Linked DNA regions of Mus musculus: all the other regions are linked to region 1. Evidence: chromatin contacts called from public promoter capture Hi-C data. All regions are on one chromosome and are shown on one strand. The core of a region is the stretch at or near the end of the contact, and the rest is flanking DNA. Distances in the headings are between cores, read along the strand shown.

Region 1 (6,318 bases), core at 2,059-4,558:
ATAAATTTTAGATCACCAGATCTTCATAGATTGTTACTCAGTCTGCGTACTGACTGATTTTGTGTGTCAGCTTGATACAAACTGGAGTAATCACAGAGAAAGGAGCTTCAGTTGAGGAAATGCCTCGATGAGATCCAGCTGAAAGGCATTTTCTCAATTAGTGGTCAAGGGAGGAGGGCTCCTTGTGGGCTGGTAGTCTTGGGTTCTATAAGAAAGTAAGTTGAGCAAGCCAGGGGAAGCAAGCCAGTAAGAAACATCCCTCCGTGGTCTCTGCATCAGCTACTGCTTTCTGGCCTGCTTGAGTTCCAGTCCTGACTTCCTTTAGTGATGAACACCTGTTTGGATGTGTAAAGTAAATAAATTCTTTCCTCCCCAACTTGCTTCTTGGTCATGATATTTGTGCAGGAATAGAAATACTGACTTAGGCACTTTGCTACCCAAATATTAGAACTTCTCCCCTTTTTTGTGCCATTAGAGAAGGATTGTTTGATACACCAACACTGAGCTGCTTACTAATTGATTTTTTTTGTAGAAACTTCCAATTTCTTGGAAAGGTACATAGTGTGAGAGTAGGCCTATAGTCTACCAAATGCATTACAGTATGTTCAATTAAGGTGTCTATGTTACTCCATTGCAGTAAGCAGGTATCATTACAAAAGGCACAGACGGTTCATGACAAGAATTGAAAAGCAGATTCTGATATAGCCAGAACACTCACATTGTGTTTTCCCCCTTCAACTTTTAGGATAACCTCAATATTCAACTAATGATACCATCTACAGATCAAACTACAGCATTCCTGTTGAGGATGATGTCAGTCAAAGGCAAATTCAAAGTAAGAAGCTGAGTGGAAGGCACAAGCATGAGTGCATATAACTACAGCCATCTTCCTTTTTTATGAAGATGCCAAAAATACACAACTTCAACAAATGGTGGGAGAACTTGGCATGAGAAGAGTGGAATTAACCTGTATCTGTCACCTTGCACTATCTCCGAATACATCAAAAATCTCAATGTGAAAATTATAACACATGAAACTATGAGAGAAAACAGGCCAAATCCTACAAAGATAAGCACACGAAGTTAAGCACTTCAGTTGACAAATGGGACCTGTAAAACAAAAAGGAGAGGAAGAACTGGAGTGAAGGGGAATCCTAGAATCTTGATTCAGAATAGTTTACAGCTAAATATCAGATAACATATTAATATCGAGAATATAAAAAAATCCATCAAGAAAACAATCAAAGTAAATAAAACTTTGAGTGCTGGACCTGGAATGAGACTTCTCCGAAGTCTCACACAAAACCAACTAAAGAATGTCTTTTAAAGTGTTTAGTATCCTTAGCAATTAAATAAATGAAGCTTACATAAAATGATGGGCAATTCACATTATTTGATTATAGGGAAAATAGTAGCTGTCATACAGGACGATATTTTCTTCTCTCAGTTGTGGCCCTGCTGAGAAGAGATGACAAGGTGTCACTCATGACTAGAGCAGCAGAGGGCCACATTGATTTACCTTGGATCTTTCTGTCCCTTTTATGTCTGATTAGCACTGTAATTTGCTCTGTCACATCACAACCTCACTATTAACACTGTCATATTGAAAAGTTTGTTAGAGTAGTTTATATTTGAGGTAGTAGAATACAGAAATATGGAAAGAGTATCAATCTCTAAATCCTATTTCTCCAGAGATTAAAATACAGTAAAAATGTTCACTTCACAAGCAATTACTTTTTTTTTTAATTTTATTCTGTTTTCTTAGGAATGACTGGTTTTTGCCTTTCAACCTGATATTACTCTGAGACTGACTCTATCAGATTCCATTCAGTTTTATTTATTTTTATCAAGAATCTCAATGATATATTAAACACCAAACAGATAAAATGGTGATTGCATGAAAATATTTAATAGTTCAATTCTTGATTGAAATATATTGCCAAGGTAGTTTAACCACAGTCTTCCATGACTCACCCTTAATTTGTGACGTGTATAAAAATAAAAAGCACCTCAATTAGCAGAAGAATGGTATAAATATAAGACCAATAATCGGTGGTTGCAAATAATTGTGTAATAAAATTCAAAACCATGCATTGCACACTGAATATTTCTCATATAATTAATTTATATTTCATATCATTACGAGCACAAAAGTTTTTTTTTTTTAATTTTTGCAGTAGTGTATTGTTTACCAATAAGAGACCCACAATTTTTTAAAATGTACATTTCACATCCTGGAATTAGTTGTCTCCTTGTATCTAACAAATAAAATCATGTTGCATTCCATTGATATTTATTTGTGGATCACTTCTCTTAGAACTGATAATGAGCTCTTAAATTTTGAAATACTATTAAACAGTTTAATGAGTACAACCACATAGCAAAAGGACTTCATTTTGCCTCTCTGATTCTTTATCTATAAGTGATTTATTACTTTCACATGTAGAGTTTTACACGAAAGTCAAAATTTATAAAATGTATTCTTGTTATTGTTTTTAAACATCTACTAAGCATTAAAATAACATTTAACAACTAGCTTAGTATGAAAACTCTTACCTAGGGTTTCACTGTAAAACTGATCCCAGAATGCAAAGTCATATTGCTGGAGCCAGTACTCAAACAACAGTGAAAACATCATATTTTTCACCCTCTCTGTGAAGGTCATATTGTCTGTCAGCTCACTCATGACAACCGGTACATACGAGAGTGGAATTGGAAGCTGGCCACAGTGTTTCTCCATGTAGTAGCCCATGCTGAACCTCAGTGTGTATACGAAAGGGATCTGAAGCACTTCTGCCACCAACTCTCCACAGGGAACGACAGGGTCTATAACCACTACATCATATTGTGCATCCCGTAGCTTGTCCATGAATTTCTGGTTGTACAATACACTCCTACAAATACTTTCAAAATCTCCAGTTACTTGAAGAAAGAAGTCTTGTAATGTTTTTGCTGCTTCCCACAGTGACAGGTTTGGAATGACATTCACAGCTAGATTTGCAATCTCATTTAAACGATTCTCAGCTGTCTCGATTTCATACAGCAAAGGAATATTCTCAAAGTGCAGTGGAATACGTTTACTCTGATCTATGATGATACTGGGGTATTTCAGGACTGTTACCTCGTGCCCTCTTGCTCCAAGCTCCTCAAGAATAGTCTTTAGATTCAGCCAGTGGCTCATATCACAGGGCCACACGAGGACCTTGCTGCAGAATCCACAGCCGGCCCAGCAAAGCTGCAGCAGAAAAAATGCCGCAACACATTTTTCAGAGACCATATTGTGCCTCCTCAAGTTGTTTCGCAAAGATTGAGGGTTTGTTCAGTTGAGTAATAATTTAGATAAGAAAGAAATTAACTATTAACTTTTAAACTTACAAAGACACGGAGCTCAAGAGAGTTCTATCCAATAAAACACCATAGACTAATATTATATAGATTACAACCATTTCCTTATGAATAGCTGGATATTCTTTTTTATTTTCAATTTTTACTAGATATTTTTTTCATTTACATTTCAAATGCTATTCTGAAAGTCCCCTATACCCTCCCCCCACCCTGCTCCCCTACCGAACCATTCCCACTTCTTGGCCCTGGTGTTACCCTGTACTGGGGCATATAAAGTTTGCAAGACCAAGGGGCCTCGGGTGACTAGGCCATCTTTTGCTACGTATGCAGCTAGAGACACGAGTTCTGGGGCTACTGGTTAGTTCATATTGTTGTTCCACCTATAGGGTTGCAGACCCCTTCAGCTCCTTGGGTACTTTCTCTAGCTCCTCCATGGGGGCCCTGTGTTGCATCCAATAGATGACTCTGAGCATTCACTTCTGTATTTGCCAGGCACTGACATACCCTCACTCGAGACAGCTATATCAGAGTCCTTTCAGCAAAATCTTGCTGGCATATGCAAGAGTGTCTGCGTTTGGTGGCTGATTATGGGATGGATCCCCGGGTAGTGCAGTATCTGGATCGTCCATCCTTTTGTCTCACCTCCAAACTTTTTCTCTGTAACTCCTTCCATGGGTATTTCGTTCCCTATTCTAAGGAAGAATGAAGTATCCACATGTTGGTCTTCCTTCTTCTCGATTTTCTTGCATTTTGCAAATTGTATCTTGGGTATTTTAAGTTTCAAGGCTAATATCCACTTATCAGTGAGTACATATAAAGTGACTTCTTTTGTGATTGGGTTACCTCACTCAGTATGATATCCTCCAGATACATCCATTTGCCTAAGAATTTCAAAGATACATTGTTTTTAATAGCTGAGTAGTAATCCATTGTGTAAATGTACCACATTTTCTGTATCTATTCTTCTGTTGAGGACATCTGGGTTCTTTCCAGCTTCTGGCTATTAAAAATAAGGCTGCTATGAACATAGTAGAGCATGTGTCCATCTTACCAGTTGGAACATCTTCTGGGTATATGCCCAAGAGAGGAATTGCTACTATGTCCAGTTTTTTGAGGAACCACCATACTGATTTCCAGAGTAGTTGTACAAGCTTGCAGTCCTGCTGTGACCAAGTGAGGAGTGTTCCTCTCTCTCCACATCCTTGCCAGCATCTGCTGTCACCTGAATTTTTGATCCTAGCCATTCTGACTGGTGTGAGGTATAATCTCAGGGTTGCTTTGATTTGCATTTCCCTGATGATTAAGGATGTTGAACTTTCTTTTCAGGTGCTTCTCAGTCATTCGGTATTCCTCAGTTGAGAATTCTTTGTTTAGCTCTGTACCCCATTTTTTAATGGGGTTATTTGAATTTCTGGAGTCAAGCTTCTTGAGCTCTTTGTACATGGTGAATATTAGTACCTTTCAGCTTTAGGATTGGTTCCTAAAATTCCTTTCCAGTCTGTTGGTGGCCTTTTTGTCTTATTGACAGTGTCTTTTGCCTTACAGAAGCTTTGCAATTTTATGAGGTCCCATTTGTCGATTCTTGATCTTACAGAACATGCCACTGCTGTTCTGTTTAGCAATTTTTCCCCTGTGCCCATATCTTCGAGACATTTCCCTACTCTCTCCTCTATAAAATTAAGTTTCTCTGGTTTTATGAGTAGTTCCTTGATCCACTTAAACTTGAGCTTTGTACAAGGAGATAAGAATGGATCAATTCACATTCTTCTACATGATAGTCACCAGTTGTGTCAAAATCATTTGTTGAAAATACTTTCTTTTTTCCACTGGATGGTTTTAGCTCCCTTGTCAAAGATCAAGTCACTATAGGTGCAAGGGTTCATTTCTGGGTCTTCAATTCTATTCCATTGATCTACCTGTCTGTCGCTATACCAGTACCATGCAGTTTTTTATCATAATTGCTCTGTAGTACAGCTTGAGGTCAGGCATGGTGTTTCCCTGAGATGTTCTTTTATTGTTGAAAAGAGTTTTTGCTATCCTTGGTTTTTTTTTTTTTTTTTTTTTTTTGTTATTCCAGATAAATTTGCAAATTACCCTTTCTAACTCTGTGAAGAATTGAGTTGGAATTTAGATGGGGATTGCATTGAATCTGTAGTGGATATTCTTGTTTAACCTTTTTACCTTAAGCTCATTAAAAACTGTGACAAAATGTGATATTTTAAAATTAAGTATGGAATGATAGGAGATATACCAGCTGAGTTTCAGGAAGGAAACTAGATAGAGATTACTAAAGAAAATGAATAGAAGAACATACAGTAACGAGAAACGATGTTAGAATTATGAACAATTGAGTTGAAAGTTCTCAGTTCACTGTAAAAATCACAGAATATGCAAAAAGAAACTAACCCCAAACAGGAGGCTCTGAACAATATTGAACTCTATGCTATGAGTGAGTTTATTTTAAATCTCTATGAAAATGTGTCAGAAGAATATAATCTTGGTCTGTGAATGGAACATAGCATTAGAATTCTTATGATTGATGCAAAGTGAATTAATTGACATTGTTTTAAAGAAAAAAAAAGTGGTACAGAAATTGTGGAAACTACCATCCAATGTCTAGCCTAGTATGAGACCCATGCAATGATAGGGACTCCGTTCTTCACAGTGCCTAGAGGGCCAGGAACCAGAGGCAGGAGTGTCTAGAGACCAAGGATAGAATCAAACACCACTGGCAGAAAAAAAAAGACATCAAGGAAATGATTGATAGTGATATTCTGCTATATTTATTGATTTTTGCCTAGCTCAACTGTCATCAGAGAGCCTTCACCCAGCAATAGATGGAAACAGATGCAGATATGCACAGCCAAACACTAGGGGGAAGCTTAGGGAATCCTGAGGAAGGGGGTCAGAAAGCATTGTAGGAGCCAGAGGTCAAGGACACCAGAAGAAAACACATAGAGGGGGCTCTAGAGT
Region 2 (6,318 bases), core at 1,515-4,014, 430 kb before region 1:
CACAAAGACTCTGAAGGAATACAATCTAATCACTCATGTTCGAAATGCAAGGCACCAGAAGCAAGAAAACGGGAATATATTTACCTTAGGCAGGGGCTTGGCAGGTCTGCAGTGGAGGCCACCAATAAAATCAAAATTTGGTAAGACAGGATGAGGAAATTCTAAATCCCAGTAGGTCCTAATGAGCCATATGTCTGCTTTGGCCATAGTCTCTGAGAGTGTCGTGGGTCTTCCTGAAGAGGAGTCAGAGCAATGAAGATATAAGATATAACAAAATATCAGGTGAATATGACTATGCCTTCTGGAAGCACTTTTGTTTATGCAGCCAGAGATGTTTACAAGTGTGGGACTTTGTGTGAAAAAAAATATATGTGTGTGTATGTTTATGTATGTATGTATGTATGTATGTATGTATGTATGTATGTATGTATATAGATGTGTTTGAATGTGTGTAGTATTTGAAAACAAATTTGTAATATATATGCTTCTCATATGTATGCTTAGAGATATATAAATTCATTGTATGAGTATCTGTGAAAAGTTACCACAATTGTAACCTTGTTAATTTATGATCAATAAGTATCAAGATATGTTCTTGAAATACAGTCAAATACCATTATTTAGGAATCGTAACTTAGGGAAACACTTTTCCCTTTAACTCTAGATGTAGTTTGTTCTATGTAGCAGCTAGAACCTTGATGTGTGCTCCTATAAATGAACTGAGAATTTTGTGCTGTCTGGTTTTGAGACAGTTGGATGCAGCCTAGAGTGGTTCCTCAGTGACTAATGAAGCTACAGTGGACCCTGAATGCTAGATCCTCTTCCTCCTCACCTCAACTGCAGAGATGGAAGGTGTGTGCACCCCAGCCCAGTGCAAACATTTAAGGGGATTCTGTTTCAGCATTTCATTGAGACAGTGTCTTACTATATTACCCTGGTTTCCCTCAGAGAGAAATTTTTATTATGCCTGAGTTCTTTGATTTTGCTCTTGATTCATGACTGATTGTTTAATAATTTGGTATGTATAGATGTGTTTACAGATAATATGGATACATGCCTTAAAATATGGAGAGAGACATGTATGTTCAGTAAAACACTAAGTAATACCCAATATGTCTACATTTCAAGATTCTATGTTTGAAACACAATTTCAACTGACTCCAATAAATCAATTAGATTCCCCCATGTTTTGCATTCACATATTTCCTCTGTATAGAGCAGAGATAGAATATTCACAGCTGTGCAGAAGTTTAGTAGGTTAAAGGGGAAGATCTTTTAAATCATAAATAAAAAAATAATTTATATAAAAAGTCCTCCTTTGATTGTAAATAGAAAGATGATAGATAGATATTTACCTATGCTAGAAGTATGTATAATCCTCAGTGTATTTTATAAGTCATGAAGACTTTGCCTTTGTTTAAAGCATATGTTTTAGAGGCTGGTGTAACACATTAGAAGGTAAAGGTATTCCATGCAAGCTAAAGACTTGAGTTCAATCTCTATACAAGCGTAAACACCTAAATTGATCCCAAGAACATACATAGAGGTAGAAATAAGAACTCTTCAAAGTTTAATCTGGCCTCTACATAAGCAACCCAGAGCACAATCCCCCTTTCCCATGACACAAGTGTGCATGTTCATACACATGATAATAATAGCAATGAATATAATAAAGTGGCAAAGATATTAATGACAATGAAGGCACCAGTCAGGTAAAAGTGTTGCTTTAAAACACGAGGAAAAATGTCTTGGGCCTATGTAATTTCTTAGAGAAATAATCATAGTTTTGTTATGTGAGTGTGTGCTGACAATTCATAGACAAGGTTTTGCAACTGACACTGGAATACAAAGTTCTTTACAATGCTTGAATTTGACAGCTAATTTTCTAGTTTTCCCATCATTTTATTTAGGAGAGACAAATCATTCCCCTGTCAGACCTGTTCTTAGACATTCACATTCAATGACACAGCAAATTGAGAATCCAGCAATCCCACCAGGGCACTGAACAGGGCACTTACCTAATACTTCAGTATAAAGCTGATTCCAGTTCTTCTCATTAAATGTTTGGAACCAAAAGTCAAAACACAGCATATAGATGACATTTCTCACCCTCTCCATGAAAGTCATCCTGTCACTCAATTCTGACATAACAACAGGCACATAGGAAGGAGGCAGTGGGAGTCCCCCACTGTACTTCTCATAAGTGGAGCCAGGAAAGAAGCGGAGACTGTACACAAGGGGGATCTTGAGAACCTCAGCCAGCAGATCACCGCAGGGTATGAAGGGATCTGCCAGGATCACATCAAACCTTGATTTTTGTAGCTTTGTCATGAGTTCTTTGTTAAAAACTACATCTTTACAGAGACTTTCAAAATATTTTGAATCTACCCAAACCATTTCTTGCAACATTAAGAAGTATCCCCAAAATGACTGCTTTGGCAGCTCATAAATATATTTCTTGAGTGATTCCCAGAAAATTTCCTCTAACTCAGATAAGGAGTATGATGTAGGATAAGTCTCGAATTCAATAGCAGATGTGTTGTCAACCTCATAAGATAAGGATGCTGAAGGTCTCAGAACCATCACTTCATGACCCTTCTTCAGAAGCTCGTCTAGGATTGTCTTCAAGTTGAGCCAATGGCTGAACTCCATTGGCCACACCAGCACCTTCCCACCAGTCCCAGATCCAAAGAAGCCACTCAGCTGGAGCAGGAGCAGGAGCAGGGCTGCTGTCATTTTCACAGGCATCTTGGTTAACTTCAGGCCTGCCTTCCAAAGGATGATTGCTCAGCTCTTACAGATATAGAAAGAGCAGTAATCAGTCAGTTAAAGTGTAACTTGTACACACCAAAGCAAATAGAAATGGGAGTCACAGCCTCTGGAGGGCAAATGCCAAAACCTGGATGCAGATGTGAAAGTGGGAAATGACTCTGGATTCTCAGTGATCTTGAATGTATACTGTATTTGGAGAACAGTGAAAAGTAAGATCTCTCTTTCTCCCTTCCTTTCACTCTCTCTTTCTCCTAATGGAGCTTCTTTGATAAAGAATCTGAAGTAAAGGCAAACTGTCCAGTCACATTTTTATAAATACCATAGGTCAGTGTTTTGTCATATGAATATTGGCAACACTGACCAGTTACCATACTACTTAGTGATTTTAAGTATATGGCTCAGAGGTCTATAGTGTAATCTCAGAATTAAACACACTGCACTTACGTTTAGAGCATATTATAATCTAGATGGAAGCCCCATTCTTTTAGTCTTCCCATTAGCTCCATCTCTACCCCATCAAGAACCTGCTTACTTGTAACTAGTCAGCCTAGCAAAAGTGAAGAGATAAGGAGACATTTGTGTTTTCCTCTTTGACTCTCAGACTATTGAAAGACTTTCCCCAGTAACTTTCTGCTAGGAGAAGAAATGTTTGATCTCTGGGGACACCCAGAGGAGGAATTTGTATCCAGGAGGGCAATTTACAAGTTAGGGCAGGCTAACATTTCTGGTGACTAGGAGCTAAGTTAATGGTGGGCAAGGTCCCATGCCATTCCTGGAAAGCTTAGCTATGCAGATGCCTTGTAAGAATCCCAAAGATGGAATTAAGGGTGACTGGCTCCTTTTGTCTCTCTTCCTAAAGTGATCACACTGAATATATTCTGCATTTCACTATTAATTTGGCTCTTTTATGGATTTATTGAGCTAGGTTTGTTTGTAAGTGACAGCTTACACTCCCCTATATTGTTTTTCCTGCAGTGACCATGCCTTAGTCATCTTTATATAGAACAAAGTAATACTTAGTAAATGGTTTTTGAATGAATCCAAAAATCTAGTTCTCTAATTCTGCTTACAAGTAGCATAAAATTCTAAATGTAAAAACGGGACTGTCCTCTGATATCATAGCTATTTTAGACAGAACTTGATAGTTCCATACTAGAAATGGGAAGAGTGTCTCAAGGCATAGTGTGATTTTTAAATATTGAGGACAGTGGTTATTTTAAAATTTCTTTTTAATTAAGAAAACCCAGGATTTTCTTTTCCATGTTTTGAACCTGATGGCTGTATAACATTAAAAAACAGTTCAATGTTAACTAAGTTATATAAAAACAATTTTCTTTGACAGAGAAGCTTCAGTATTTAAATGAACAATAATAAATAACCAAATAACATAGATCAGCTTATTCAGCTGCTTCAATGTATATTTTACATTCAACCTCTCAACACTAGGTCTATGAAGTATAATCTTCTTTAAAAGGACTATAACATTCACTAGAAAAATGTGTGATTCTTATTGTCCAAATGGTCACTGGGTAGATTCTGAAGTACTTGGCTCTTAGGAATTATCCCTTCTTTTGATTCAGAAGAGAAGCTGATGCCTGCTACCAATGTTGTGTCATAAATTTGTGCCAGACAGGATATACAATGTAGACGAGACCCTATTGCTATTTTCTAATACATGAACATTGTATGAAATAGACTCTTAATGACTTATACCCAAACATTAAAGCATCTCCCAACTGTCATCAGAGAACATTTTTGCAGTGGATAGTTATTGGCATAGAAACCCATAAATGTCCAAGGTGCAGAGCATAAGAAACACTAAGCCATAAATGGGACATGTATATCACATGGTATCCTTCCAAGCCTCGGGTCATTTCTTTAGAAAGCGTGTAAGAGACAGAGGTGGTGGATAACTACAAGCAAGCTCTTTCTTTCATATTCTACAGTCTCTGTTGAGGATTTGTCTTTTGCTATGTATGTAATGCTATATACTAGCATCCCAAGGTTGCCCCCAGACATGAGAGAATCGGCACGTAGGCCCATATAACCATGTAACCTTGTTATTCAAGTTATTACTATTTGGTGAATAAAGATACCTCCATCCTATAGCTGGACAAAAGAGAGATAGGTGGAATTTTTAGTTCCCAGGTTTGAAGGAAGAGAGAAGATGGAGAAAAGAGCAGATATCATGGAGTAAGTCAGTCATCAAAACATGGCCAAGAGGAATGGATAAGTGAAGTTAAGAACATCCCAGATGGATCATGGTGAGATATCTCAGGGTTATGGATAGGGAAGTAGATGCTAATAGCTTAGATGGTAGCTATCTGCCCAGCTTTAGAGGTTATTAAGGCTTATTATAAACATGAATGTTGCTTGTATTTTAGCTGGGAACTGAATGATCAAAGGCAGGGTAAAAACTTGATTGAGATTAAATATTTACTACTGCATCATCTGCACATATCTACTCCTAGGGACTGTGACAGCATGTAAAATCCCCATACAAGTACAAGATGGAGAAAATCTCAGAATGGAGAGAACAAGTGACCACAGAGTTCCAGCCCTAGCTGGGGAGCGATTAGCAATTGGTATTGCTGGGAGAAGGAGAGTCAGATTTTTTTTTTTGTTTTAAAAATATTACCTGTAGCAACTCTATCCTACTCTTGTGCAAGGCCACATATTCATGGTATATGGGTAGTACACATTGAACATGGTTGATATGAAAAAAAAAAACACACACACACACACACAATGTTCAGTCCCTAGGGAATGGAGATGGATCTGGGAGAAGTTGGCTGAAGAGTTAAATATAATCAAACCATATTATGCAAATTCCCCAACTCAGTGCTGAAGAGAGGACTCAGTGGGTAAGAGCACTGGCTGAATTTCCAGAGAATAGAAATTCAATTCCCTACATGTATGGTCACTCTAGTTCAGACCTCATGGGCACCAGAGATACATGTGGTGTAGAGACATATTATATATAAAATACTCAATATATAAATATATACACACACATATATATAAAATTTGTCACACACATATATATGTATATATATGTATATATGAGTGTGTGTGTGTGTGTGCGCATATACATACACACATAGCATACAATTATTTATTTTATTTTTATTTTATTGTTTTTGAGACAGGAATTTTATGTATAGTTCTGGCTATCCTGAAACTTCCTTGGTAGGCCAGGCTGGCTTGGGACTCAGAGAGCTCTACCTCTGGAGTGCTGGGATTAAAGGTATATGCCACCGTGCCTGGTTGCTGTTTTATTTTATTTGTATTTTTTACATAAAAATTTTAAAAAAGAAGTTTAAGTTAGCCAGATAAGATGACACTCATCTTTGATACCAGCACTCAGGAGGCAGATGCAAGTAGATCTCTATGAGTTCAAGGCTAGCCTGGCTTACAGTGAGAGTTTGAAAACAGCTAGAGCACTAATGAGATTCTATTTCCAATATATAAGTCAACAAACACAAAGATGTACAAGTGAAATAAAAGAAAGAGAGAAATAAACAAGTTTTATTTCAAACCCTGAGT
Region 3 (6,318 bases), core at 2,468-4,967, 410 kb before region 1:
AGAAAAGAAGAAGAAATGTAGGGAAGGAGAGATAGAGGGAGATGAGGGATAGAGAAGAACTCTAAGAGGGGGACCACGATGTAGGCAACATTTGGGGCATAAATAAATTAATTAATTGAAAAAATTATGTATTCTCACATTGAAAAAAAAGAAATTATCTTTAGTACATTCTAAATAAAAGTAATGTGTTTCTACTACATAAAAATAGGGAAAAAAGAAGAGAAACTCCATGACATAGAATAAAAAGCAGTAATGTATTGAATAACCACAGTAGCATTGGGAGTAATTTGGGAATTGAAAAATAGGAGTACCTTATAGTAAAAGCTTATGAAGAACAAAAAAATCTATCAAAATGAAGAGACTCTCTAAAGAGTTGTGTAATATTCATAAATTTTTAAGAGAGTATGCTAATTAAAAAAACAAACTAACATCAGAAGAAATAAGAATTCAATTAACTTAGGCAAATGATCCAAAGTAGTTGTTCCCTCAGATTTAAATAGCTTACAATTATCTGAAAATCTTTCAATAATGTCAGCTATTAAAAAAATAAATTCAAAATATATCAATATTCCATCATAATCCACTTATCATGAATGTCACAAAAATGTATGTACTATAAAAATGCTCCTACAGATAATATGGAAATTGAACATTTATGCATTTATCATATTTGGAAATGTAAAATTAGATAAAATACATAAATAAGCGTCTTGATATAAATAACATTAATGTGTTACATACAGTTAACCTATGCCACTCTTTGGTGATATCTGAAGGAAATAATTGCAAGTGAAAAATCTACATAATAATGTTTATTACATCATTATTCAAAATTCCCCTATATAGGATTAGCTTAGATATTCTTCAAGTGATCAATGTGTATCAAAGTGTTGGTAAATATACATAATTGTGTTTTACTCAGATAGAAAAATGTTATTATTATTAAATAATTTAGGAAAATAGCTATTGTTTAGAGGACAGGAGATTAATCAATAAGCCAGAAACAGAAAGATAAGTGTTGTTTTCTTTTGCATGTGGAAACTACAAAGACAAAAAATAAATCCCTGCAGAACCTAAGGGTAGAAAGACTCCAAGGAAGTGGAAAGGTTAAAAGAGAGCCATGTGTGGAACATGCATACATGAAGCTGTCCAAAAACTCCTGCCTGCCATGTCATCGTCCTGCTTATCTAAGTCTGTCATTCTTTCAATGGTTGTTTCAATTTTCTATTTTTCCTCTCTTCTTTTCATTCATTAATCTAACCCTGTACATTGGCTAGGTCATTGTAACTTCACAAGGATTCTAGGACATTACATCTCATCTCTGTTGGATATATCTTCAACTTATCTGTTTATCTAATATAACAATGTATAACGTTTGTCACAGTGTATATAACATCTCTTCATCACTATAATGTTTCCAAGTAGAATACAATTTCTATTTAGTGAAGATATTGATTCTTTATTTCTTTAGCTGTTCAACACGTCTCTGGCATTTACTATATGTTCTTGAAGAGAGCATAAATTCTCTTTTATGAGTTACCTAAACACCTTTAAATCACTGACCACATTCTAAAGTGGTATAATACTTTGCTTAAGAGTAAGAAGATTCAGAGATGTAAGGAAATAATGTATATCTTAATTGTCAGAGAGTTCTAATCCACTTGATATATGTTTCATAAAACCAAACATCTGGAAATAGTGGTTAAGAATTGTTTCCATGAAAAGGAAAAACAGTTTACCAAGGGAAACAATGTAGAGTTACCTTAGGCAGTGGTTTGGCTGGTTTACAATGGAGTCCTCCAACAAAGTCAAAATTAGGCAAGAAAGGGTGAGGAAATTTCAAGTCCCAGAAGGTTCGAACGAGCCATATGTCTGCCTTCCCCATCATCTCAGTTAATGTTGTAGGTCTCCCTGCACCCCAAAACCAAAAACAAATACACTATGGTGAAAGGAGTTTGTCTGGAATAAAGCATGTGATTTCTGCAATGAGTTGAGGTCATGTAGACAAGCAATTTAAAATGTTCCAGTTATGATTTATGATATAATTGTATTAACATAAATATTGTGTGAAAATTACATTGATTTCCAACGTTGCACCAATAAATTTGAAATTTTGCTCTTGCAAAGGTGCTTGAAAATGCTTAGAAACACAGCTTTTGTAGAATATTTAGTCTATTTTACACATTTTAGTAGCTATGCTTTTGGTTTCTGATTCTTGAAATGCAATGTGATAATTGGTAAGGAATGACTAATTTTCTTTTATCCCTGCTGTACTATGTCCGTTACAGGAGACTAGTATCACTAACTTAGTTGTATATCTCAAAGTTATAGCTGGGTATTTGTATAAGCAGTTAATATTTAAACTGTTTCTCCTAATAAATTAGGTAATATTTTATTTAATGAAAAGGTATTTTGAAAATAATAAAAACCTATGCATTTCTATCAAGATTTAAGGCTTTAAGATTAAGTTTTATAGATATGATCCAACTCAAATTCTAAGAAAATCAAGTTGCCTTGACTGTTTCTGGTTCTAGTGGTACAATTTAATTGTGAATAAGCTTTCAGGACATTCTTGATAAATGTTTTAATTTCTAAGTGAGTAAATGTCTTAAGGAAATGTGTTTTCTTCAGTGCTACACAAATAGTTGTGGTAATGAATTATGACTCTGTAGTGTTCTCATTTACAGATATTAAAGCACTCAATGAAACCTGGAGTTTCTTATACTTAGACAATGTAGAGCAGATCAAATGATCACCAAGAGAAATCTTCCTTGTCTAATTTTGCATGGTTAGTAATTTCTGAAGTGTTCTGTATAATTACTCTGCAGTATTTTGCCTTGCTAAGAGCCTATTTGATTCTCTTCTATTTTTACTCTATCAGCTCACAATTAAGAATCTCATTCTATGCCTTTATATTCACCTATACACATTCTCATTCAAAAAAACATCAAGTCAGGATTTCACAGTAACAATGAAAGGCACAGTTTACCTAGAACATCACTGTAAAACTGATTCCAGGATTTCTCGTTAAATGTTTGAAACCAAAAGTCAAAAAGCAACACCTGCAACATATTCTTCACCCTTTCTGCAAATGTCATGTGGTCACTTAGTTCTGACAGAACCACAGGCACATAGGAAGGGGGGAGTGGAAGGCCCCCACTGTACTTTTCACATTTGTATCCAGGACAGAAGCGGAGACTGTATACTAAAGGTGTCTTAAGCAGTTCTGATAGCAGCTCACCACAGGGAACCAAGGCATCTGCTAGAACGACATCAAACTTAGATCCTTGGAGTTTTTTCATGAGGCTCTTGTTCCAAACTACTGCTTTGCAGAAACTTTCAATCATGTCTGAATATTCACTGGAGATTTTTTGCAGTTTTGAATAAGATGTCCAAAATGGAAGTTTTTTTAATTCGTATGTCCAGTTTCCTACCCATTTTTCAAAAGCATATTCAAGATCATCTTTACTCAAAGGTGCAGAATAAATTTCAAAATTAATAGAAGATTCATTGCTCGGCCCAATGAGGATGGAAGCAGAAGATATGAGAACGGTGACGTCATGACCTCTCTGGACAAGTTCATCCAGGATTATTTTCATATTTATCCAATGGCTGTATTCTGTAGGCCACACCAGCACTTTCCCACAGGCTCCAGGTCTAATATAGCATATGAACTGTATCAACAGAAAAACTGAAGCCTGTTTCATAGACATCTTGCTGAAAGAGAATGTTTTTGATATTTGTCATTCTTCACAGTTTTTTTCTGCTTTTATGTAAGTTCTGTCAATCAAGAAGTTAACATATAACTTCTAACCACATCACTGACTAGATGAGTCTGATGGTGTAACATTCTAAGTAAATACACACATGGAACATGAGCTCAAGGTTCACGAAGTTTGTCTTTTTTGTCCCTGATAGTATTGAGCTACAATTGATTCACTTCTTTTTCTTTTCTTTTTCAATATTATTTTCCCATTCAAAGGTGGAACGAAGTATCAACACTTTGGTATTCCTTCTTCTTGAGTTGCATGGGTTTTGCAAATTGTATCTTGGGTATTCTTAGTTTCTGGGTTAATATTCACTCACCAGTGAGTACATATCATGTTAAGTTCTTTTGTGGTTGGGTTACGTCACTCAGGATGATACCTTCCAGATCCATCCATTTACCTAAATTTCATAAATTCATTGTTTTTAATAGCTGAGTAGTACTCCATTGTGTAAATGTACCACATTTTCTGTATCCATTCCTCTGTTGAGGGACATCTGGGTTGTTTCCAGTTTCTGGCTATTATTAATAAGGCTGCTATGAATATAGTGGAGCATGTTCCTTATTACCAGTTGGAAAATCTTCTGGATATATGCCCAGGAGAGGTATTGCAGGATCTTCCAGTAGTACTATGTCCAATTTTCTAAGGAATCGCCAGACTGATTTCCAGAGTGGTTGTACAAGCTTGCAACCCCACCAGCAATTGAGGAGTGTTCCTCTTTCTCCACATCCTCGCCAGCATCTGTGTACCTTATAGCCTAATGAATTTTTGATCTTAGCCATTCTGACTGGGGTGAGGTGGAATCTCAGGGTTGTTTTGATTTGCATTTCCCTGATGATTAAGGATGTTGAACATTTTTCAGGTGCTTCTCAGCCATTCGGTATTCCTTAGCTGGGAATTCTTTGTTTAGTTCTGAGCCCCATTTTTTTAATGGGGTTATTTGATTTTCTGGAGTTTATCTTCTTGAGTTCTTTATATATATTGAATATTAGTCCCCTACCTGATTTAGGATTGGTAAAGATCCTTTCCCAATCTGTTGGTGGCCTTTTTGTCTTATTGACAGTGTCCTTTGCCTTACAAAAGCTTTGCAATTTTATGAGGTCCCATTTGTTCATTCTCGATCTTACAGCACAAGCCATTGCTGTTCTATTCAGGAATTTTTCCCCTGTGCCCATATCTTCGCAGTTTTTCCTCACTTTCTCCTCTATATGTTTCAGTGTCTCTGGTTTTATGTGAAGTTCCTTGATCCACTTAGACTTGACCTTAGTACAAGAAGATAAGAATGGATCAATTCCATTCTTCTACATGATAACCGCCAGTTGTGCCCGCACCGTTTGTTGAAAATGCTGTCTTTTTTCCACTGGATGGTTTTAGCTCCCTTGTCAAAGATCAAGTGACCATAGGTGTGTGGGTTCATTTCTGAGTCTTCAATTTTATTCTATTGGTCTACCTGTCTGTCGCTATACCAGTATCATGCAGTGTTTTTTTTTTTGTTTGTTTGTTTTGTTTTGTTTTGTTTTATCACAATTGTTCTGTAGTACAGCTTTACGTCAGGCATGGTGATTCCACCAGAGGTTCTTTTATCCTTGAGAAGAGTTTTATGCTATCCTAGTTTTTTTTTTGTTATTCCAGATGAATTTTCAAATTGCCCTTTCTAACTCGTTGAAGAATTGAGTTGGCATTTTGATGGCATTGCATTGAACCTGTAGATTGCTTTTGGCAAGATAGCCATTTTACTATATTGATCCTGTCAATCCATGAGCATGGGAGATCTTTCCATATTCTGAGATCTTCTTTGATTTCTTTCTTCAGAGACTCGAAGTTCTTATCATACAGATCTTTTACTTCCTTAGTTAGAGTCAAGCTAAGGTATTTTATATTATTTGTGACTATTGTGAAGGGTGTTATTTCCCTAATTTCATTCTCAGCCTGTTTATCCTTTGTGTAGAGGGAGGCCATTGACTTGTTTGAGTTAATTTTTTATCCAGCTACTTCACTGAAGCTGTTTATCAGGATTAGGAGTTCTCTGGTGGAATGTTTAGGTCACTTATATATACTATTTTATCATATGCAAATAGTGATATTTTGACTTTTTCCTTTCCAATTTTTATCCCCTTAACCTCCTTTTGTTGTCGAATTGCTCTGGCTAGGACTTCAAGTACTATATTGAATAGGTAGGGAGAAAGTGGGCAGTCTTGTCTAGTCCCTGATTTTAGTGGAATTGCTTCCAGCTTCTCACCATTTAGTTTGATGTTGGCAACTGATTTGCTGGAGATTGATTTTATTATGTTTAGGTACGGGCCTTGAATTCCTGATCTTTCCAAGACTTTTATCATGAATGGGTGTTGAAAAAAATATGGAATGCTTCTGAATTTGTGTGTCATCCTTGTGCAGGGGCTATGCTAATCTTCTCTGTATCGTTCCAATTTTAGTATATGTGCTGCTGAAGCAAGCACCAATTGATTCACTTCTTACAAGCAAGTATTGTGCCTTTCATAAAAATTGAATATTTTCTTTATTTATGTTTCAAATGTTTTCTGCTTTTCAGGTC
Region 4 (6,318 bases), core at 1,633-4,132, 340 kb before region 1:
CCTGGGATGGTGGTTACCTTTGCTCCAGTCAATGTAACAACTGAAGTCAAGTCTGTTGAAATGCACCATGAAGCTTTGAGTGAAGCTTTTCCTGGGGACAATGTGGGCTTCAATGTAAAGAACGTGTAGGTCAAAGATGTTAGACGAGGCAATGTTGCTGGTGACAGCAAAAACGACCCACCAATGGAAGCAGCTGGCTTCACTGCTCAGGTGATTATCCTGAACCATCCAGGCCAAATCAGTGCTGGCTATGCTCTTGTTCTGGATTGTCACACAGCCCACATAGTATGCAAGTGTGCTGAGCTTAAAGAAAAGATCGATCGTCGTTCTAGTAAGAAGCTGGAAGATGGCCCCAAATTCCTGAAGTCTGGTGATGCTGCCATTGTTGATATGGTTCCTGGCAAGCCCATGTGTGTTGAGAGCTTATCTGACGATCCTTCTAAGCTTATGGCCTAGGCATTTATTTGTAAGTAATTCAGTATCCAAGTAATTATTTGTGAACTGTGGCATGGATGGAAAATTCTATGGTGAACTATGTTCAGGATATGTATATCCTTTCCTCCCCAAATAGCTTTGTTTCTGTTTGATCAAAGCTCAAGAAATACAATTTGTTGTTTTTTATAAAATCTCAAGTGGTCATTTTTACCATTAAAGACTTAGAAGCCAAAAGCCTGAGCCTGTCTTCCTCCTCTCTTCCTCTCTCTTTTTTCCCCCTACGTTCACTCCCTGTAACTAGTTGCTTGCTCTGCCTCTTGACCTATGGTTTGACTATATTTAATCTTGTTTAAAATAAATGAAAAGCTCTTGGATTAAATTTGTTTGTTAGGATTGCGTGGCACCACAACTAGAAATAAGTATTTCCAGTAAAAAACACAATCTCGGGGTTTGCAGTATAATCAAAACTTCTGCACAATAATTAAGATACTAACAATTATGTTAGTCTCTTTTTCTTATTCAGTGTTAGTTTAATATGATTGGATGTATATTATTACTGTTGTTATTTCATTTTGACAAACTGACATTTTTACACTTTCTACTCTATGCCTTAATTCTAGTTTTGACACTTAAATATATATACTACAGTACACTTGTAGTTTGCTTCTATATAATATTTATTTTTTCAATTTTCAAAGCAAATGTTTCTTTACTTATTATCTTATAGGTGGCATCTCATGTTTAGATTTTTGCTTGACATAGTCATTGTGTGTATTTTAACTAAGGAATTTGACCTGATAACAGTCAAACTTGTTGTTTATAATTTAATATATCCTATTTTAATTCATTTGTTTTATTTCTTGTTTTACACAAACACACACACACAAACACACACATATATATATATATATATATATACTCTTGTTATATATACATATTTCTCTTATTGATCTTTTTTGTAAGTTGGTGGTTTTTTCATTGCTAACTTGACTGCTAAAGGCACTATTAATATAAATATTTGAGTATATCTGTGAGAAAACTTTCAGGAAGGATTTACTTATCATTTTTCCATGGTGAAGATATCCCTTCCCTGTGTTTCCATCACATACACTCTACAGACCTTGTTTTTCATGATGGATACCACCCTTTCAAATTGTGCAATAAAATATATCTATGACTCCAAAACTTTATTTTGGCAAAGAACTTGGTCAGTGTGATGAGAAATCATATACTCTATAATATAATTGTTTTGTCATCAACGATTTTTTTTCTAGGTGATGCATCCTAGAGTTGTTTGTAGCTTCACAATACCAGGACAAACAAGAAGATCCAGGTAAATCACATGTCAATACCCACAATCTTCATGAGCAAATAGAAGCATTGGTGATTCCAGAAATGGTAGATTCAATGTTTCTTGGTGAAGTTTTATCTACTCATTGATTTCTCAGGGCCTTTGTGCACTAAGATTCTGTTGTGGTTTGAATATGCATGGTACAAGGTGTGGCAATATTAAGAGATATTTTCTTGTTAGAGTAGGCGTGGCCTCATTAGAAGAAGTGTGTCACTGTAATTCGTGGGCTTCAAGATTTTGTGCTCAATTTCTGCACAATGTGGAAACAGTCTCCTAGCTGCCTTCCAATCAAGATGTAGAACTCTCAATCCCTTCTACAACATTGTGTCTGCCTGGACTCTGCCACGCTTCCTGCCATGTGGATAACGGACTAAACTTCTGAAAGTGGAAGGTAGACCAAATGAACGTCATCCTTTATAAGGGTTGCCTTGGCCATGGTGTCTCTTCACAACAACAACAATAACAACAACAAAAACTCTAACTAAAGCAAGATCAAACTATCCAGCTACTTCTTGGTCCTAGGAAAGGGCTGTGGACAGATAGGTTGAATCAACTGAGTGCTCTCTGTAAACCTTAGCAGCTAATACCACTCAGGGCAGTGTGTTTGGCTTTTTCCTTAGGGACATTCATAGAAACTCTTGTCTATTTTATTCACAGATCTTTTCTCTGTCAAGTAACTAAGGCACACTGTCAGGCTATTCAGCAAACTCTATGTGACTTAATATTTTATCCGACATTCTTACAAAATAATATCCATGATATACTGATAAGTTCGGTAACTAGTACATCTGGATTTCACAGGTTGAGAATAAAATGCAGACTCACCTTACACTAATCAGTGTTCTTTCTATGATTCAAAACTCCTGTAAACAGGTTTACACAGGTCACAACTCCTAACTTTACTTCTTTACAAAACGTGATTTTAAACACTTCCAAATAAATCTGAAATAATTAATATTTGCTTTTACTATCTCTCTTCAGCCACCAACTTCAATCTGGTCATTAAGTTTGCTTGCACCAACTCAGGTTATATTTTAACTCGTGGATTTTTTTTTCTTCTTCTTAGATAAGAGGACAGGCAGTAAAGCAAGGGAACACACAGTTAACAGAAGCCCTTTGACTTCCAGGATGCCTGTGAAGTGGATTTCTGCTCTGCTCCTGCTGCAGATGAGTTGCTGCTTCAGATCCACCAGCTGTGGGAAGGTGTTAGTGTGGCCACTGGAATTCAGTCACTGGATGAATTTAAAGATAATACTGGATGAACTTGTACAGAGGGGCCATGAAGTCACTGTTCTGAGACCTTCAGCTTCCATTTTTGTTGATCCCAAATATTCGCCGGGCCTTAAGTTTGAAACTTTTCCTACAGCTTTCAGTAAAGATTATCTGGAAACTTTTTTGACCAAGTTAGTGGATGAATGGACTTTTGAGGTCCCAAGAGATACATGCTTATCATATTCTCTGCTTCAAACACTGTTTGGTAAATTATCTGATTATTCTCTAAGTCTTTGTAAGGAAGCTGTTTCAAACAAACAGCTCATGACAAAATTCCAGGAATCCAAGTTTGATGTCCTTATTTTAGATGCCATGGCTTCCTGTGGGGAGCTCATAGCTCAACTGCTCCAGATTCCTTTTCTGTACAGTCTTCGCTTCTCTCCTGGCTACCAAGTTGAAAAGAACAGTGGAGGATTTGTACTCCCTCCCTCTTATGTACCTGTGATTTTGTCAGGATTAGGTGGCCAAATGACATTCACAGAGAGGGTCAAAAATATGATATGTATGCTTTATTTTGACTTTTGGTTCCAGACATTTACAGAGAAGGAATGGGATCAATTTTACAGTGAAACTTTGGGTAAGTTACATGTCTTCTTAGTAGCTTGATATCCCTAGCTACACATGTATTTGAAGCTATATATCCATGAAATTCAAAGTGAAGTTGTTTTTGTAGGTGATCAAATATATAATAGGATATTTACTAACAAAATCATGAATGCTCTGTAAAAGCTCATATTAATGTTCAAATAGAAGGTATCAGTCCTGATAAAAAAGACTTTCTGGTTAGCTATACAATTGTAAATGGTCACTACATGAGCCTTTATTCATTTTATGCATTTTTAAACCTCTATTTCAATAAGTTACTTCCTGTTTACCCAAATACTGATTTATTTATATTAAAGAATGACATATTTTATAGTATCAATATGTATTTAACATTGAAGAAATAGTGTTCTCTTGCACAAGCCAGTTTCTATATTTAATATTAAAATGTGGGGTCTTACAACATGTCCAAATGTTTGATTGTTTTCTGTTCATGTTTAGTACCTGTGTTCTGTTCCTAGCATCCACTCATGTCCATTGGCCTCACTTTGCTTCACGGAACCTGCTGTTCTTTTATTCCAGTGCTCAGGCACTGGAATAATCTTAGAGTATATAGACGCAAGCACAAATACACATAAATGAAAAGATAAATCATAGAATATATTCTCTGTATTTCCTAAAAATTTCTCCTTCTCTTCAAAGATATTATGTTAATGTATAGGTTTGCAAATGAAACTGAGGTTTCTACCAGGACATTTCCTTTTTTATTCTTTTCTAAAAGTTATTATAATTGTATGTACTCTACAGAAGTATGGAACCATATACACTTGTCCTATAGTTTTTGAGTCAAGTTCCTTCTCTTGAAAATTATACCATAGTTAAGATTACCCTAAAGTTTCTATTTTATTACTTGTATAGATATTATGATTGCTTTTTTAGGATAAATCATATTAGATATATCAATATGAAACAAGAGTAGAAGCACTTACTAGAAAGTCAGCCATTCATAAACTTTATAGATCTCTTGACAAAAGAAGGATGAAGTCCTTCCTATACACTACAATGACCCGGGGAATTCTGCACACCATAGTGTAAGATTTGGACCAGCATTGTGTGTTTATATTTATACAGTTCCTTTTGAAAAGTTAGACAGTAGAAAATTTGTGTTTACTTATACAGTGGCTTAGTAGGTTGTTTCAATAACTATTCATGGCTTCAAACTATGGAGGAGATGAGGTAACTTTCAAAAGTCTGCTTTAAGAATAAAACTAAACTAGCATTTATGTATGTTATCTGAGCCAGAAATAATACACCAAATCATATTATATATACATAATCATTGCTTTATTAATGTACATGTTCTCCATCAAACACAAATTCTTCCAACATTTTTTTTATATTTTTTATTAGGTATTTTCCTCATTTACATTTTCAATGCTATCCCAAAGGTCCCCCATACCCACCCCCCCAATCCCCTACCCACCCACTCCCCCTTTTTGGCCCTGGCGTTCCCCTGTACTGGGGCATATAAAGTTTGCAAGTCCAATGGCCCTCTCTTTGCAGTGATGGCCGACTAGGCCATCTTTTGATACATAACATTTTTAAGGAAATATATTGTATACTCAGATGACAGTCCTGTTAACTTTTCCCTGTCTCATCTGTTCATTTTCTCCATCTAGGAAGGCCCACCACCTTAATTGAGACAATGGGCAAAGCAGAAATGTGGTTCATAAGATCCTACTGGGATCTGGAGTTTCCTCACCCAACCTTACCAAATGTTGAATATGTTGGAGGACTCCATTGCAAACCTGCTAAGCCCTTGCCTAAGGTAAATATAATTCTTTTCATCTCTTTTTCATCTAATTTTATTTCTGATTAAAGTGATTCTACACCTTTCACTATCTTTTTTTTTCTCCAAATGATAGAGATATATATGATGTGAAATTAAGCATCTTGCTAACTAGGAGTTCAATAAAGTCAAGAAAGTGCATGCGAGACTTGGTATATATTCATATTAATGACTTAAGTTCAGTAGGGTATGTGGATATTTAGTCCTTACAAAGCAACTATGATTATATGAGTTTGAATCTCACAATCCACCTAAAAATTTAGGTATCCTGGCATTGCATGTATGATTTTAGTACTGACATTGTAGAAACAGGTTAAAACTGATAGTTTGCTGGATATGATCCTGTTAAAAATGGTGAGACTCATGTTCACTGAGAAACATGAGAAACAGTCTCAAAACTATATTAAAAGCATGTAGAGAATGACACCTAGTTTTAACTTTAGGTCTTCAAGTGCTAAAACAAAGACAGGGAATTTCTCCATCAGCAGCATACCCTTAATACAACAACCCCCATAGACACACATACACACATGCATACATGCACACACATGTGCATGAATACATATATTACACAGGCACATTTAAACACAAACATGCAAAATAGAAAAATTTAGTAAGTTAAACTTAGGGCATCAGAAACTGTTAATCATGTAAAAGCTGTGATTAATATATATTAAAGGTTATTGTTTGATATCCAGAGAAACAATATACTCATAGTTTCTCCACAAATAGGTAAATTGTGGAGGTCATATCTGAAAATACTTTGTTTATACACTCTATCATAAAATTGTTACATAGTATATGCTTACCATGAGGTTATGGTTATTTTTCAAAAAAACAAAACATTTCAGTAATTTTAGTAGGAAAT
Region 5 (6,318 bases), core at 2,441-4,940, 310 kb before region 1:
AATGGCTTGTGCTGTTAGATCAAGAATTAAGAAATCTGACCTCATAAAATTGCAAAGCTTTTGTAAGGCAAAGGACACCATCAATAAGACAAAAAGGCCACCAACAGAATGGGAAAGGATCTTTACCTATCCTAAATTAGATAGGGGACTAATATCTAATGTATATAAAGAACTGAAGAAGGTGGAGTCCAGAACAATCAGATAACCCCATTTAAAAATGGGGCTCAGAGCTAAACAAAGAATTCTCACCTGAGGAATACCGAATAGTTGAGAAGCACCTGAAAAAATGTTCAGTATCCTTAATCATTAGGGAAATGCAAATCAAAATAGCCCTGATATTCTATCTCACACCAGTCAGAATGGCTAAGGTCAAAAATTCAGGTGACAGCAGATGCTGGCGAGGATGCAGAGAAAGAGGAACACTCGTCCATTGCTGGTGGGATTGAAAGCTTGTACAACCACTCTGGAAATCAGTCTGGTGGTTCCTCAGAAAATTGGACATAGTACTACCGGAGGATCCCACAATACCTTTCCTGGGCATATACCCAGAAGATGTACCTACCGTAAGAAGGACACATGTTCCACTATGTTCATAGCAGCCTTATTTATAATAGCCAGAAGCTGAAAGAAAGCAGATGCCCCTCAACAGAGGAATGGATACAGAAAATGTGGTACATTTACACAATGGAGTACTACTCAGCTATTAAAAAGAATGAATTCATGAAATTCCTAGGCAAATGGTTGGACCTGGAGGGCATCATCCTGAGTGAGGTAACCCAATCACAAAAGAACTCACATGATATGTACTCACTGATAAGTGGATAGTAGCCCAAAAACTTAGAATACCCAAGATATAAGATACAAAGCACATGAAACTCAAGAAGAATGACGACCAAAGTGTGGACACTTTTTCTCTTCTTAGAATTGGGAACAAAGCACCCATGGAAGGAGTTACAGAGACAAAGTTTGGAGCTGAGAAAAAAAGGATGGACCATCTAGAGACTACCATATCCAGGGATCCATCCCATTATCAGCTGCCCAAAGCAGACACCATTGCATACACTAGCAAGATTTTGCTGCAAGAACCCTGATATAGCTGTCTCTTGTGAGGCTATTCTTGGGCCTAGCAAACACATTAGTGGATGCTCACAGTCAGCCATTGGATGGATCACAGTGCCCCCAATGGAGGAGCTAGAGTAAGTACCCAAGGAGCTAAAGGGATCTGCAACCCTATAGGTGGAACAACAATATGAACTAACCAGTACTCCTCACAGCTCATGTCTCTAGATGCATATGTATCAGAAGATGGCCTAGTTGGCCATCAGTGGAAAGAGAGGCCCATTGGTTGGGCAAACTTTATATGCCCCAGTTACAGGGGAACACCAGGGCCAAGAAGTGGGAGTGGGTGGGAGGATATGAGGGACTTTTGGGATAGCATTGGAAATGTAAATGAGGAAAATACCTATTAAAAAATTCAAAATAAAAAAAATGAGTTCAGATCTGAAAATGTGTGTATGTGTGTGTGCACACACATATTTACATGCAACAATAACTAGGCTAAACAGGTTGTTTTTGTATATGTATACATATATATGTATATACATGAATACACACACCTATAGATGGTTATATATATTGTTTATATATATAAACAAGAGTAATTAGAGAAAAGAATGCCATGAATTTGAGAGAGAATGGTGACATCAAAGGGTTTGAAAGGGAAGAGTGTTGAAGTCATGTAAATTCAGTATATATCTAAGAAACTATGTAAGTACACTTGTAAAAAGAAATGAGATGGCTAATTTAAGAGACATCTGCACCTCTTTCACCACTGAAGCGTTAGTTATAATTACTCTAAATTCATAAATTTATAATTCTGGTAATTCCAGAATCAAGTTTATCATTTAAAATGGAATGTGTAACAAAAATAACTCACACATATACATACATATGTAGTCATACACACACACACACACACACACACACACACACACACACTACAGTTTTATTCAGTTTCAAGAAAGACAGCAATTGTGTCATTGGTGGCAACATAGATGGTTATCTAGGACATTTTATAAATGAAGTAAGCAGGGACAGAGACACCAGTACCTCCCAATCTCACTTATATATATAAATAAGCAAAATAAACAGAGGATGACGGTGGCTCTCAAGTGTTGGGATGGGGCATGTGATGTGTGGATATTGATTAGAGATAGAAACTTTAACACAAGGAGTAAAACCAAAATATATCTATTTACCTAATGATTATAATAGTTAAAATTTCTTTTTCTGAAAAATAAAAGGAAATCTCATACTTCAATATTTCTTTGGCTAAAAAAAAATGTTTCTAAAAGTTATGTACAGGGGGTGGGGGCTGACAGTCCTGCCTAGGGTCTGATGGGAGAAGGACAGCAGTCTCCCAACTTGCTCCCTGGTTTTGACCCTGGTCTTTCTGTCTCTTGATCTTCATGTTTTTAGAAGCAAACAATGGAGAAGCTAGAGAAAGTACCCAAGGAGCTGAAGGGGTCTGCAACCCTATAGGTGGAACAACAATATGAACTAACCAGTACCCCCAGAGCTCATATCTCTAGCTGCATATGTAGCAGAACATGGCCTAGTCGGCCATCACTGGGAAGAGAGGCCCCTTGGTCTTGCAAACTTTATATGCCCCAGTACAGGGGAATGCCAGGGCCAAGAAGTGGGAGTGGGTGGATAGGGGAGCAGGGCGGGGGGAGTGTATAGGGAACTTTCAGGATAGCATTTGAAATGTATATAAAGAAAATGTCTAATAAAATAAATAAATTAATTAATTAAAAAAGAAAGTAACAAAAAAAATAAGCTAACACTCTTATGCAGGCACGCCCGCAGGCACGTCCGCACACCCACAAATTCTGCCAGACTGGAAACCTGTCCTGAGACCCTTACCTGTCCACAGGAGCATTGCTCTCTTGGAATGACCTCTTGGGCTGAGGGGACCCACAGAGGCAGATCAGGGTGGGACTAAGAGGGGTATGATGGAGGCTGTCACAAAGGGTCAGTTCTAAAGTTTCTCTAAGCCTTTTGGTCTTATTTCATCAGTTTGTAGAGTGGACAGTCCCTCTTGGCCTCACTTACCCCGGCCCCAAGGTGCAGGGACAGAAAAGAGGGACAGGAAGCTACTTTTGGAGATGTGGAAGCACTGGGGGGGTTGGTGGGAGGGGACCTCTGGGCCTGTGGGGTCCCAAGCAGCCATAGTGAGGGGCAGGCTCTTCTTGAGTCCTGCCCTTGTCTTAGCCGGGCCTGGTGCTGGGAAATGCCTAAGAGGAAGGGGAATCTGGGCTCCCCATGAGTGTTGAGGAAGGTCACAGATCCCACCTGATGCCTGACCTCTCATGGCCCAGCCCAGCTTGCTTTGAGGAAAAGGTGTGGGATGACAGGGAAGTAGAGGGGCTGGGAGCATGCATTATCCCTACAGGTTCTGGGGAGGGACAGACAGTATCTCATGACAAAGGTGGTGGGGGTATGTGTGTGACAGGAGGGGAGTGTGATATCCATGGGATAACTTTTGAACACAGGATTTAAAGACAATCTAGAGGTGCCAAATACTTAAAACAAGAGGCTGCAATCAGGTAATTGCTAAAGGCAACACAGAAGGACCATAGAAATTGTCATGTCATGGACGTAGGGATTGAGCAATCCGAGAGGAAAGGTTAAAGATCATGATGTCCAAAGTTGGCCACGATTCATACAGCTCAAGATAATACCACAATTTCCAGACACAAACAAGTATGTGGCAATGCTAATGTGCAAGCTTGGAGAAAGCTGATAGAGAACTGCTATTTGCCAACATCAGTACTCAAAAAGCCTTCACATTTAGCATTAAAACTGCAAGCAACTTATATTTAGTAAATGTCTCAGGTTTTCCTTGCTGCAACAAAATACAACAGAAAGGCAAGTTGTGGAGGAAAGGGTTTAATTCAGTGTAAGCTTGTGTATTGCTTTTTATCAACAAAAGAATTTAGGACAGGAAATCAAACAGAAGGAACCTGGGGGCAGGAGCCAGTGTAGAGGTATGGAGGAGTGTTAATTTTCCTGGCTTGCTTAGCCTGTTTTCTTGTTGAACTTAGGACCACCAGCCCAGGTATGGTAGCACCCACAATGGTTTTGGCCCTCCCTCATTGATCACACATTGAGAAAATGCCTTACAGCTGGATCTAATGGAGGCGCTTTCTCAACAGTCTCCTTCCTTTGCGAAGAAGAGAAACAAATTAGTATTGCTAACGACTACTACTTGCTTCATATATTTACCATGCTCCCCCTCATTCTCCATCCTTTCTAGTAACCACATTTTTTTTTTTTTTTTAAGATTTATTTATTATTATATGTAAGTACACTGTAGCTGTCTTCAGACACACCAGAAGAGGGAGTCAGATCTTGTTACGGATGGTTGTGAGCCACCATGTGGTTGCTGGGATTTGAACTCTGGACCTTCGGAAGAGCAGTCGGGTGCTCTTACCCACTGAGCCATCTCACCAGCCCTAGTAACCACATTTTTAAATGCTAGATCTTGATGGTATTTACTTATTACATAAGCTCTTTGATTGGTGTGTATTATTTTTGAAGGTATGGAATTTGCTCTCTGAAATAGTGAGTTATTCTTAGAATTTGCATATACCTTGTTGACACTGTAAATTATTTATCTTTAACCCTGGCAAAAATAGCAAGGGCATTTTCCATATGAATTCAGGGTATTATTAGTATTACTAGGAAAGGAAATTCTTTGCAATTAAATGAAAAGGTCCAAAATCATAATGATGCCAAAATTTGTTCAATTGTCCATTTACTCTTTGCAACATGTTGCAAAGCATGCAAAGCCATGACTATTATGGGCTGTTGTAACAAAATCATTTTCAAGCCCAGTTTCAAAATCAGCTATCAATTTTGGCATGTCCAGATAATACTCATACAACATCACTCATAAGTGTTTATCTTCTAAGGTAAGAATGAATGTTAACGATAACTCCTGAAACTGCATGTAGAGATTCATGTCTCCTTCTGTTCCTTCGGTCCCCAACACCCGAATCTCAACCTCAGCTCTGTAGCAGAACACCTAATGTGGTTTCCCTTTCCTTTCTGATCCCATTCTCACCGGATTACAACCTTCTTCACCTCCAACCTTCCTTCCCTCAACTCATTATCCCATGCTTCAACACCAGCAAGTATTCACTAGGAACACAACCATTGAACTTGGTAGAGAAACAGGTAAGCCAAATGAAGATCTTCACTGCTCCCTCCTCCAGTTTAAATCCAATCTTCCAGTCTCATCTCTAGCTCTGTAACAGAACACCTGCTGTAGCCTTCCTCTCCCTCCTCTGCTCTTCCCACATTCCTGTGGATCCCTTTCTTGCTTAACCTCCCTTCCCTACCCTTACTTTGTCCTGGGCCCCAACTCCAGCAGTCACCCACTGCTAACCTAAGTGCCACTCCTGCCAAGGAAGCTGGTAGGAGGCTGGCTGCAGATCTTCACCTCTCTTTCTGCCCCTCCAGATCCAATTCCCCAGTTTCACCCCTGCCCCAAATCTATCAGACCTTCTGCAATGATTTCTCATCACAGTCTCCTCTCATTCTAAACAGACTAAATAATCAGATCCCAATCTACTCCCCTCCTTCCTGTGAAACTCTTCAGACTCCTAGACTACCCTTTCTTCTAAGTGTTAGATCCACATTCCCAGAAATACAATTTACCTGGAATCCCCATGGGTAGCTATAACTATCAGGTTCACAGAAAATGGACACCTGATTTCTGATAATAAAACCAGGAATATCCAGTCGAAAGACAATATCTTTAACAAATAATGCTTGTCAAACTGAATGTTCACATGTAGAAAAATGTAAATAGATCCAAATTTATCACCCTACACAAAACTCAAGTCCAAGTGGGCCAGAGACTTCAACATAAAATTGGACACAGTGAATCTGCCAGGAGAGACATTAGAGGATAGCCTTGAACTCTATGGCACAGGAGACAACTTTCTGAACAGAACAGTGATAGTGCAGGTACTAAGATCAAAGATTACCTTGATGTGAAAGGGTGGGGTATACCCAGGGGCTCTCCACCCTCTCAGAGGAGAAGGGGATGGGGGAAGGGGCTAGGGACTGTGTGAGGGGGACAGGGAAGAGGGACAATGGAGCGAGTGTTTATATGAAAGAGTTTGGAGAGAGGAAAGGAAAGGAAGAAATGTTGTAATTATATTACAATCCCCAGAATAAAAAAAAAACTAGAATAAATAAAAAAATAAATGGGACTTCAGGAAACTAAAAAGATTCTTCAAGGCAAAG

The links. Promoter capture Hi-C pulls out the DNA fragments that hold promoters and counts their contacts.
Region 2: a contact with region 1 is called in a promoter capture Hi-C map of liver. The contact joins the promoter of Ugt2b34 here to the promoter of Ugt2a3 in region 1. A contact is called at or near these places in 13 of 39 promoter capture datasets (the 3T3-L1 cell line, the C10 cell line, cranial neural crest and 7 more), 4 of 484 Hi-C or Micro-C datasets (embryonic stem cells and liver), 2 of 115 datasets of contacts at active chromatin or transcription factors (intestinal villus epithelium and liver) and 2 of 9 other capture datasets (liver and pancreatic islet).
Region 3: a promoter capture Hi-C map of liver shows a contact between it and region 1, with 5 times the contacts expected there. The contact joins the promoter of Ugt2b1 here to the promoter of Ugt2a3 in region 1. A contact is called at or near these places in 4 of 39 promoter capture datasets (the 3T3-L1 cell line, hippocampal neurons and liver), 1 of 484 Hi-C or Micro-C datasets (liver) and 2 of 9 other capture datasets (adipose tissue and pancreatic islet).
Region 4: a contact with region 1 is called in a promoter capture Hi-C map of liver. The contact joins the promoter of Ugt2b35 here to the promoter of Ugt2a3 in region 1. A contact is called at or near these places in 4 of 39 promoter capture datasets (the 3T3-L1 cell line, liver and stem cell-derived epiblast-like cells), 3 of 484 Hi-C or Micro-C datasets (the AML12 cell line and liver) and 3 of 9 other capture datasets (adipose tissue, liver and pancreatic islet).
Region 5: a contact with region 1 is called in a promoter capture Hi-C map of liver, with 8 times the contacts expected there. The contact joins the enhancer-like site here to the promoter of Ugt2a3 in region 1. A contact is called at or near these places in 3 of 39 promoter capture datasets (liver and stem cell-derived epiblast-like cells), 5 of 484 Hi-C or Micro-C datasets (the AML12 cell line and liver), 3 of 115 datasets of contacts at active chromatin or transcription factors (hepatocytes, intestinal villus epithelium and liver) and 1 of 9 other capture datasets (liver).

The regions. Positions count from the first base shown.
Region 1 is chr5:87,333,887-87,340,204 of GRCm38.p6, forward strand. It overlaps Ugt2a3 (UDP glucuronosyltransferase 2 family, polypeptide A3), which reads right to left and starts at 3,309. Exons shown (of 6, transcript NM_028094.3): 1 at 2,557-3,309. The coding sequence starts at 3,277.
Region 2 is chr5:86,904,173-86,910,490 of GRCm38.p6, forward strand. It overlaps Ugt2b34 (UDP glucuronosyltransferase 2 family, polypeptide B34), which reads right to left and starts at 2,765. Exons shown (of 6, transcript NM_153598.2): 1 at 2,019-2,765; 2 at 85-233. The coding sequence starts at 2,748.
Region 3 is chr5:86,922,786-86,929,103 of GRCm38.p6, forward strand. Ugt2b1 (UDP glucuronosyltransferase 2 family, polypeptide B1) reads right to left here and starts at 3,718. Exons shown (of 6, transcript NM_152811.1): 1 at 2,990-3,718; 2 at 1,763-1,911. The coding sequence starts at 3,713. Gm24121 (a small nuclear RNA gene) reads right to left here and starts at 6,223; the gene lies at 6,118-6,223.
Region 4 is chr5:86,997,978-87,004,295 of GRCm38.p6, forward strand. Ugt2b35 (UDP glucuronosyltransferase 2 family, polypeptide B35) reads left to right here and starts at 2,883. Exons shown (of 6, transcript NM_172881.3): 1 at 2,883-3,635; 2 at 5,281-5,429. The coding sequence starts at 2,915. It also overlaps the pseudogene Gm5869.
Region 5 is chr5:87,023,836-87,030,153 of GRCm38.p6, forward strand. No RefSeq gene overlaps it. Among named protein-coding and RNA genes, the nearest start is that of Ugt2b35, 26 kb to the left of the region's middle. Within about 2 kb of position 3,691, at least 8 of the 459 cell types and tissues checked have an H3K27ac peak or open chromatin away from gene starts, as enhancers often do. A contact at or near this core is called in hepatocytes, intestinal villus epithelium and liver, where this site is marked.